Linked DNA regions of Rattus norvegicus: region 2 is linked to region 1. Evidence: chromatin contacts called from public Hi-C data. All regions are on one chromosome and are shown on one strand. Each heading gives the region's core, a stretch centred on a gene start, on an enhancer-like site or on the middle of the called end of the contact. The rest is flanking DNA. Distances are from core to core; before and after follow the strand shown. Region 1 has its middle 20 kb from the start of Defb44. Region 2 has its middle 42 kb from the start of Blk.

Region 1 (4,177 bases), core at 1,104-3,603:
CCAAGATCCTGCCAACCCACGTCCTCAAACCTGTACCGGAATCGTCAGACACTGAGAACTCAGTGTCCAGTGCTGATGGCTCTGAACTGAGGACTAACAGGGGGAGAGTGAGGTGTGTGACTATGTCTACAACCAAACCTTGACATGTAAACAACTTAGCAACTTCCTTCTGCCTTCCTGTGGGTTCTTCTTGCAGAGTCCACATTCCATGTTGCTGCTGTTCTGATGGTTCCTGCTGAGTCTTCCCAGAGGATGGTGGTTTGCAACAAGATAAACCTGTTACACGGGTCTTCATATTGTCAGGTCTGCTGAAGAATTACACTGTTCTCTAGGCCATACACGAGCCTGGTTGCTACTCAGTTACCCAGATCACTCCAGGAAATCTGTGGATGGCGACAGCTATCAGAGGGCTCCTCAGTTACTAACCCAGCTCCTGCAGGAGCCCAGACAACACATTGTGCATTTTTATGATAGGTGTTGGCCTTTAAGGTCTAATTTTTTATTCTATATGTATTTGTGAATATCTGTGTGTGTGTGTGTGTGTGTGTGTGTGTGTGTGTGTGTGTGTGTGTGACACATGTGTCTGATGTCTGGGGAGGTCAGAAGAGGGTGTCTGATCCCCTGGAACTGTGAGCTATCTTCTGGGTGCTAGGACCTGAATCAAGGTCTTCTGCGAAGGCAGCAGGTGGTTTTTAACTGCTGGGCCATCTCTCCAGCCTACGACTTTGCTGTTATTTCTTGCCCTCATATGAATGAGGTATATAACACGTGATGAATTGAAATCTCATATAGCATAATAAAGACTAATTACTGCCATGGCAGGCTATGTTAAACACAAAGAAGCGTTTATAAAGCCAATTCCCAATATGAGCACCTGTAAGCTGTTGGGGTTTTTTTGTGGGTGTTTGTTTTCAGAGACTGGGTTTCTCTGGGTAGCCATGACTATCCTGGAACTCACTCTGTAGACCAGGCTGGCCTCAAACTCACAGAGATCCACCTGCCTCTACTCCCCAAATGCTGGGATTAACGGTGTAAGCCATCACGCCTGACTGCACACGTAACTTTCAGTGAATGGTAATATCTTGCCACTCTGGCTTCAGACACCTTAAGAAGAAAAGCAAATCATTACAGATAGAGCATAAATCTTTGTCATTGCCGCTATTCTAACCCAGACAGGTGAGCCTGACACCCAGAGGCTGTTTTCATCATTTACAGTCATGTTGTGAGCTATTTCTGAGCATATACTTCTAAGTAGCAGACAGAGCTACGCAAGCCCACGTTTGTTTTAAACCTAAGATTGCATTGGAACGCTACAGGCAATGCAGTGCCTGAAACTTCCAGCAGATGGCACCAGAGTCTCGATTAGTGAGGCTTTTTTTTTTTTTTTTTTTTTAACATTTAGCTGTGTTGGGCAGATGAAGAAAACTACTAGCGAAACAAAAGGGCTTCAGTTTTCCGTTTTTGGAACCGATAACACCGGAATCATTTCTTCCAACTCTTGCCCTAGGGGCGGACGACTCCAGAGTAAAGGACATCAGCAGAGGTGTGGGACTACTTTTCGGCTGTTGAAGCTGCTCACGTCACCTATGTGTGGATTGGAGGTCCTGCTCCAAGGACAGGTGGCTCAGGCACAGTTCATCACTGCATATGGTACCTCTGACTCCTGTCACATGGTTGTGGCTCCTACCGACTGGTGTGAACAGAAAAGCAGGAGCTATTTCTGAAGGTCCGGAGTTTGGAATCCACCCCCTGCCGTCTTGATGTACAGGGAAGGGATAGACTCACAAGCTCAGGGCTTTGAGCATCATCCGCTTGGGTACACACAGATTTGGCTGTTATTAAAGGAGAGTGCTGTAAGATGAGGCACTAGGCGAAGACTCGGAGTCAGAGCATAGGCACTGGAAACCTCCCAGAGCTGTGCGGACTGTGTTCAGCCTCTTCTGACGATTATCTCTGGCCCTCAAATTCATGGCAGCCAGGACACAGGCATCCACTCTTAATCCTACTCATGAAAATAGCTAACAGATACCGTTAAATTGAAGAAATTGAGCAGGGTAGGAAAGGAAGGGCTCACACCCTGATGACCCCTCAGGGCTCTGGTGCCCATATGGTCCTAATGTCTGGCCTAGAGGTAGGGATATGGACCCACAAGCAGGTCCTGGGGGTCCTGGAGACCTCGGGTTCCCAACAACTACCCAAGAGGCTTAGAGACGTGGCCACACTGCACCACCTCCTCTCCTGGCCCCTCCCTGACCTGCCCTCTCTCTGGCCTCTGGGCCTGAGAAGGCCTGCAGAGGCCGTGGGAGTTTGGCTACCATTATCTGGCCCTTATCACCACTAAGTTCAGGCTGACACGGAGCCCTCTTAGTTCAATGACGAGGGGCCCGCCCGAGGTCATGCCTGTCTCCAGAGAGCCGGGCCCTATCTCAGCGACCTACGGAAACCTTGGCGTGAGCTCATGCTTTCTGACGACAGAGAGGGTCCCTGCCCTATCACTGCCCAGACACCCACCCCCATGGCGTCTGGCATGAGCCTGGTGAAGGCTCCACCATTCTTCACTGAAATAGCAACACTGATAACCGCAGCAGACAGAAGTACATTGACGAATCTCCATTCAGAAAAGCACTTCTCCCTCCTCCCTCTGCCTTGATGCAGTCCTCCTGGGATGGACACGGCCATACAAGGCAGAATATGTCCTGACATAACAATAAGAAGATGGTGTGTCCATAGCCCTGCAGAATCCAGGCTAAAGCATACTTTTTCTCAGGCAGAAACACATCTTTGGATGCCAATCCCCACGGGCCAAGGGTGCTGCAGAAAGGATCGTGCCTGGATTGGTGATGTAAGCAGAGCACACTGGGAAGAGCCCTTGTGTAAGCACCCATAACAATTGTAAATCCGTTCTCCTTGTGGCAATTTCATTTCTTTGGGTACAAAGTTATCTTTCCTGTGTCAGGCCCATGCTACTGGAAAAATTGCTTATTGAAACTATTTCAGACCCAGATGAAACCACTTTCCTTCAAAGAGAATTCTGCTTGCTTATGCCTCAACAACACCACCTTAAACCCAATTCAAAGCTTAATGCTCCTTGGACTACCCAGGAGGCTATGTGACTCCCACCCCTAGGAAACGGGTGTGTATTTGGTTTAACCTGACGGTAGGGATACAGCACAGGATCCCTGCGCAGTGTAGGGAAATTTTCCTATTCAGTCTTTTGATTGATTTGGGATCAGGTTTATTTCTGTCTCCCATTCTTTGAGAGGCTCTCAAAATAAAATCCAATTGGCTAGGAGTGACGAATGTCCTGCAGGCAAAAGTGGTTCCTAGATTCTATTAGTAGCTTTAGGGACTGGTTGAGACTGGGGTTTGGGCCTGATTTGGTCCATATTACTAATGACTTATCAAATACTTGGGAGAACATTCTTGATCTAAAATTTGTTCTCAGGGGGTTGGGGATTTGGCTCAGAGGTAGAGCGCTTGCCTAGCAAGCACAAGGCCCTGGGTTCGGTCCCCAGCTCCGAAAAAAGAAAAAAAAAAGAAAAAAGAAAAAAAAATTTGTTCTCAGGGTCACCCAACAAGGTGACTGTTGGCAAAGGAAGGAGGCATTCTCTGAAGGCTTGACGAGGGAGGGAAGTACTTATGAGTCACCACTGCCATTGTGTGTGAGGAGGGGATCCCTAGGGGGATGATGGAATGATGGCTCAGCTCCCATTGGTCGAGTGGGCTCTCCTGTGCTTGCCATATGATCCCCACATCTTATCTTGTCAAAACCATCAAGGGACAGTCTGACAGAAGACCAAAGTCAGACTCCTGGGGTCTAATCACAGAAGTGACATCCCTCTTGTGGCAGTTACTAAATTAACCAGAAGCGAGCTACTATAGGAATTCATGGGGTGGGAAAACCAGGCAGATGGAACCCCCAGAGACTTTCAGAGCTGCCGGCATGTCCATCCTAGGCGTCAACCTGGACTTGGAAGTGTTCTGTGGGACATCTCCTCTCTGCCTGGAAGACACCATTCAAAGCCTAATCACACAAGTGTCTTGACTATCTTCCTCAATCATTGATTTACCTTCAGCAAATCATCTCCCTGAAACTTTGTATTCTGGCCTTTAAACTAGAATAATGAACCATGCCCCCAACTCCCCAAAACACTCATCCACCATCACAGCTTTGCAC
Region 2 (4,177 bases), core at 986-3,485, 290 kb after region 1:
CCTGCCTCAGGAGGTAGGAGGACTAAACTAAATACCAATATGCAAAATATTCAGATAACAGAAATCCCAGAGTTTGAATGTCTACAGACGTGACCAGGGGACCATGAAGTCCTCCATCACTGAGGGTCTAAGGGTCTGTGCTTAGACATGGAACACCATCTACCTCTTAGAAATGGCAGCAGAACCCAGAGGAAGCTGTGATTTCAAAACCAAGTGAGGACAAAACTAAATCTCTGAGATTCAGGTGACCTCCGTAAAGACCGAGAATTGGGTTGTCTGGTCTCCATGGGTTTTCACCCAGGATTTCGTCCAAATCCTAGATGCCTGAGCACTTCTCTGAGAGGCCACCCAACAAGGTCCTCCTTTGAGAAGGTGATGCTAGCTCTTGGGGTTGGGGGCGGGTGGAGCCGGAACTCACATCCTAGCCTTTGTGCTGTCAGACTGAAGCTCTTAAAAGTAAGGCCTCCTGGGAGTAGCATGCCTGGAGGAAGGCTAGCAGCATCACCGGGACTGGCACTGGAAGAGCAGGTCCCTCCTAAACACTGCTGGCAGGTATCTGGAGGCTGTGAATCATGTGGTCCTTCGCTGCATACTGTATGTGGCTACCAGATGCAGTTGTGCGTAAAATCAGTCCAGGTATGATTCCTGGCTCTTCCTATCCCGATATGTTGAAGAGCCCATTCATCAAAAAGCAATCAGTTAACATCCCTGATGTCTTTCCTTGCCTGAGCATCAAGGTTCTGAAGGCAGGCCCTGTTTGTTTGTCTTTGAAGGTATGCGTTGCTGAAGGGCAGCTTTCCAGATGAGCAAAAACCCCACAGATGTGCATGTGTGTGTGAATGTGTGCAAGTGCATACCTGCATCTGTGTGCGTGCACATGCGTGTGTGTGTGTGTGTGTACATGTGTGCATGCCAGTGCATGTGGGAATGTGTGAGTGTGTATGCATGAATATTCATGCATGTGTCTGTGTGTGTGCACATGTGTGCATATGAGTGCACCAGTGTGTGCATGCACACACATGAGCGTGCACAGAGAACTCACATCACCTTATGACATCATTGGTTTCCTGCATCTTCTGCAGGTGTTGTCCTGGCACGAATGCCTGCCATGTCTCGTGGTAGATCATGGTACACCTGTGTTTAGTTTGCTTTTCCTTTGCACTGTGCACCAAGCATCCTTTCTGTTTCTAGGCTGTGAGGGGCTCCCCCGACACTGCTCTACTCTTATCTACCCCTTGTCTCCAGGGTGTTTAGGAACAGGAAGCCCCCACCCCCACCCTTGGGTTTTCTTTTCGGTAATCCTTTGTTATACAGGCACTGCAAATATTTTCTTCCCCACTGACACCTTAACTTTGATCAGAGGTCACTCGGAGAGTCGCCAGCAGGACTCACAGGCAGGGCCACTGCTTCAGGCTGTTTAATTCATAGTCCCCCCCAACCCAATCTGTAAAATCCTAGCTGCCACCTTACGGGGCTGTGTGCTGTGGTACTGAGGACTTCAGAGGCTCTGTCAGACCCATCTGGCTTCTGCTTAGAGACTGCATTTGCCAGAGGTGAAGCTGAACTTGGAACTGCTTAGCAGAGGGACACACCCGCACGAGCCCGGAGGCTGGGCATGTCTGGCCTGGATTGGTGAACATTGAGATTCTTCACCGTCTCCGTTCCCACTGCACTGCAGTCTGTACTGAACCCTGCTCTGCTGGGTTATTTGGATTAGTGTGTCATTATCTATGGACTGTGGGCAAAGAATAAAATATTGGCTCGCCCGCCATTCAGTCACATAGCACAAACACCATGGGGCCTTTCCTATGCTATGGGCTGGGGTCATAGTGAGACACAGACACTGCCTAGCTTACCAGAGGAGGGCAGTGCCTGGCCAAAGATGCCTTCAGCTCTTCCTGACTTACTCAGACACATCCAAACACTGCCTGGCATGTGGGAGTGGGGGAAGGGGTGGGGCTACTGTGCAGCACTGGGGCCAGAAATATCCTGAGGAACATCATCAGCTGTCACATGGGAATCTGGGAGGTGAGTGAGACGCAGCATAATGAAGGAGTGATACCAATAAGCTGACAGGGTTTTACCGCCTCTCCCTGCCGGGGTTTCCTGGGTTGGCTGGCTGCTTGCCTGTGCACACGCAGCCTGCACACGTGCCTGCACGCACCTGTGCCCTGCCATCACCACCTCTGGACAGTTTTATATGCAGTCTCCTGCTCTCTGGAGAATAGAGGGCACAAAGCCCAATTGGGTCTCTGACAGACCAGGTCCTAGAGGTTCATGGGAAAAGGCCACTCACAGTCCAGGGCAATGACCAGGAGGCTAATTTTAACCACACAAGCCAACTGACCTTGGTGTGGGCAAGGGCTCCAACAGAGATGGCCCTAGATGGTACCCTGGCCCTTCTCTAAGGCAGCAGTCTGAGATAGTGTACTCTCCTCGCCCTCCTACCTCCCCTGGCCCTGTCAGCTGCTGGGCAGTGTTCCCTCCACCTCATCGGTCCTCAGGAATCTTCCTCCACCCCTGAGACCGGCTCCTGTCAGCCTCCATCAGCCTGTGAAGCCCACACAGACTTGGTGGTCCAGGGGCCAAGGTGAACAGGAGGGAGAACAAGTCCGGAGGTCTGGGGGAGCTGGAATCTGACAGGTTAGGCCCCCGGGTGACTCCAGGGAAGGTGCTTTCCACTATGGAGTGTGTCTGAGGGAAGGGAATGTGCACATATTGACATCCATCTGCATGCAGAGCCCTGTGCCTGCGGATTTCAGAACATTACACAGATCCCCCATGAGATGGAGAAGAAAAGCAATTGGTCAGGGTTCCCCGGCCCAGCTGAGGCAGAGCCGAGGGTGGCTTCTTCTTAGCTAGATCCTCCATGGCTTGACCCATGCATGGCAAGGCAGGCAAGGGCTGAGGTCAGGCCATGGGGATCCTGAGGCCACCTCTGCCTAGGCTACAGTTTTCTGTGCTAACCATTTCCACGTCTCTCAGGACACAGTAGCCAAGGAGGGCACTGCAGAGTCAGGGAAAGCCACCTGTCAGGGTCCCAGCAAGGAAGACCAGCGGGAGGCTCACCTTCAGAGTCTTGGTTTGCCCATTGGCAAAACGAGAGCAGGACCGCAGTCGATGCGCCCATGGGAGTGGCCAAAAGAGAACATGTCTGAGGCCTAGGCACAGTGACACACAGGTGGCACTGTTGGCCTGGAGAATGTCCTAGCACTCCAGGAGCCCAGTATCTTTGCTTCCTGGAGTGAGTGAAGACAGATGGTCCCCTTGGGAGAGGCCCTGTCTTATTCCTGGATGTTTCTCCTTGGGGTTAAGTGTGACCTCGGGAGGTAATAAAGTCACCACCTTCCATGACAGCTATAGGGCCTGCGCACCCTCAGGTTTAACTCAGCACAGTGTCCTGGATGCTCTCCAGTGATAGTAGGCAGGGATGTGACTCTATGAATCATGGGATGGTCCCAGGGATAGCTGGGACCCCATCCAACCTCAGAGCTAGCCAGGCTAGAGGCCGCAGCAGGACCTGCCTCTCCTTTTCTTGGTTCCTTCCTGTTATTTTTTGTGGCCCCTCAGCCCCCGGCCTGAGCTGTAGTTTGCTTGATACCTGGGGTACACCCCTGCTTCTCATTTCTCATATGAATGTTATCCTCTGTCCCCCAAGGCTGCGCTCTACAGTGCTAGACACTAAGTCAATGCTGGGCTTGAAGGTCTCCATCCCACTTCCTAGGGGTACAGTGATAACCACAGTCTGGGTGTCTCTTCCTGTCTGCTGTCTAGATGAGTGAAGACATCCAAGGCCAGACTCAGCACGGGAAGGCCCTACACACTGAATTGCTGTGCTGTCCCAAATGCAGCTCTGTTTGTAGGCATGCCTGTTTTAAACACACCACCCTGTGCTCTTTCTCCTAAGGGAAGCACCTAGGGAACAGGACTTCTCAGTGAGCAGCCAGTCTGATTGGAGAGTTCATAAACGTCTACTTCATCACATTTCCGCTTTCGGAAGAACCCAGAGCATGCCACCCTCTGCCGTCAAGACGCTGATGTAACTGGCCAAGCAGACTCCCCCATGCCACCCACCCCAGGTCCTCAGGAAAACACCTCATTTGACCTTAATTTCCCACTTATGAGAGGCTCGAGCTCATTCTGGAATAGACAAGAGGTTTCCAGAAAGTGTGTTGGA

The links. Hi-C and Micro-C count contacts between places; a contact is called where the count stands out from the background.
Region 2: a contact with region 1 is called in a Hi-C map of liver, with 6 times the contacts expected there. The contact joins two enhancer-like sites. A contact is called at or near these places in 11 of 12 Hi-C or Micro-C datasets (the A7r5 cell line, Schwann cells, frontal cortex and 6 more) and 1 of 1 datasets of contacts at active chromatin or transcription factors (oligodendrocytes).

What each region holds. Positions count from the first base shown.
Region 1 is chr15:41,506,203-41,510,379 of GRCr8, forward strand. No RefSeq gene overlaps it. Among named protein-coding and RNA genes, the nearest start is that of Defb44, 20 kb to the left of the region's middle. Within about 2 kb of position 2,354, at least 8 of the 93 cell types and tissues checked have an H3K27ac peak or open chromatin away from gene starts, as enhancers often do. A contact at or near this core is called in liver, where this site is marked.
Region 2 is chr15:41,796,661-41,800,837 of GRCr8, forward strand. No RefSeq gene overlaps it. Among named protein-coding and RNA genes, the nearest start is that of Blk, 42 kb to the right of the region's middle. Within about 2 kb of position 2,236, at least 10 of the 93 cell types and tissues checked have an H3K27ac peak or open chromatin away from gene starts, as enhancers often do. A contact at or near this core is called in liver, where this site is marked.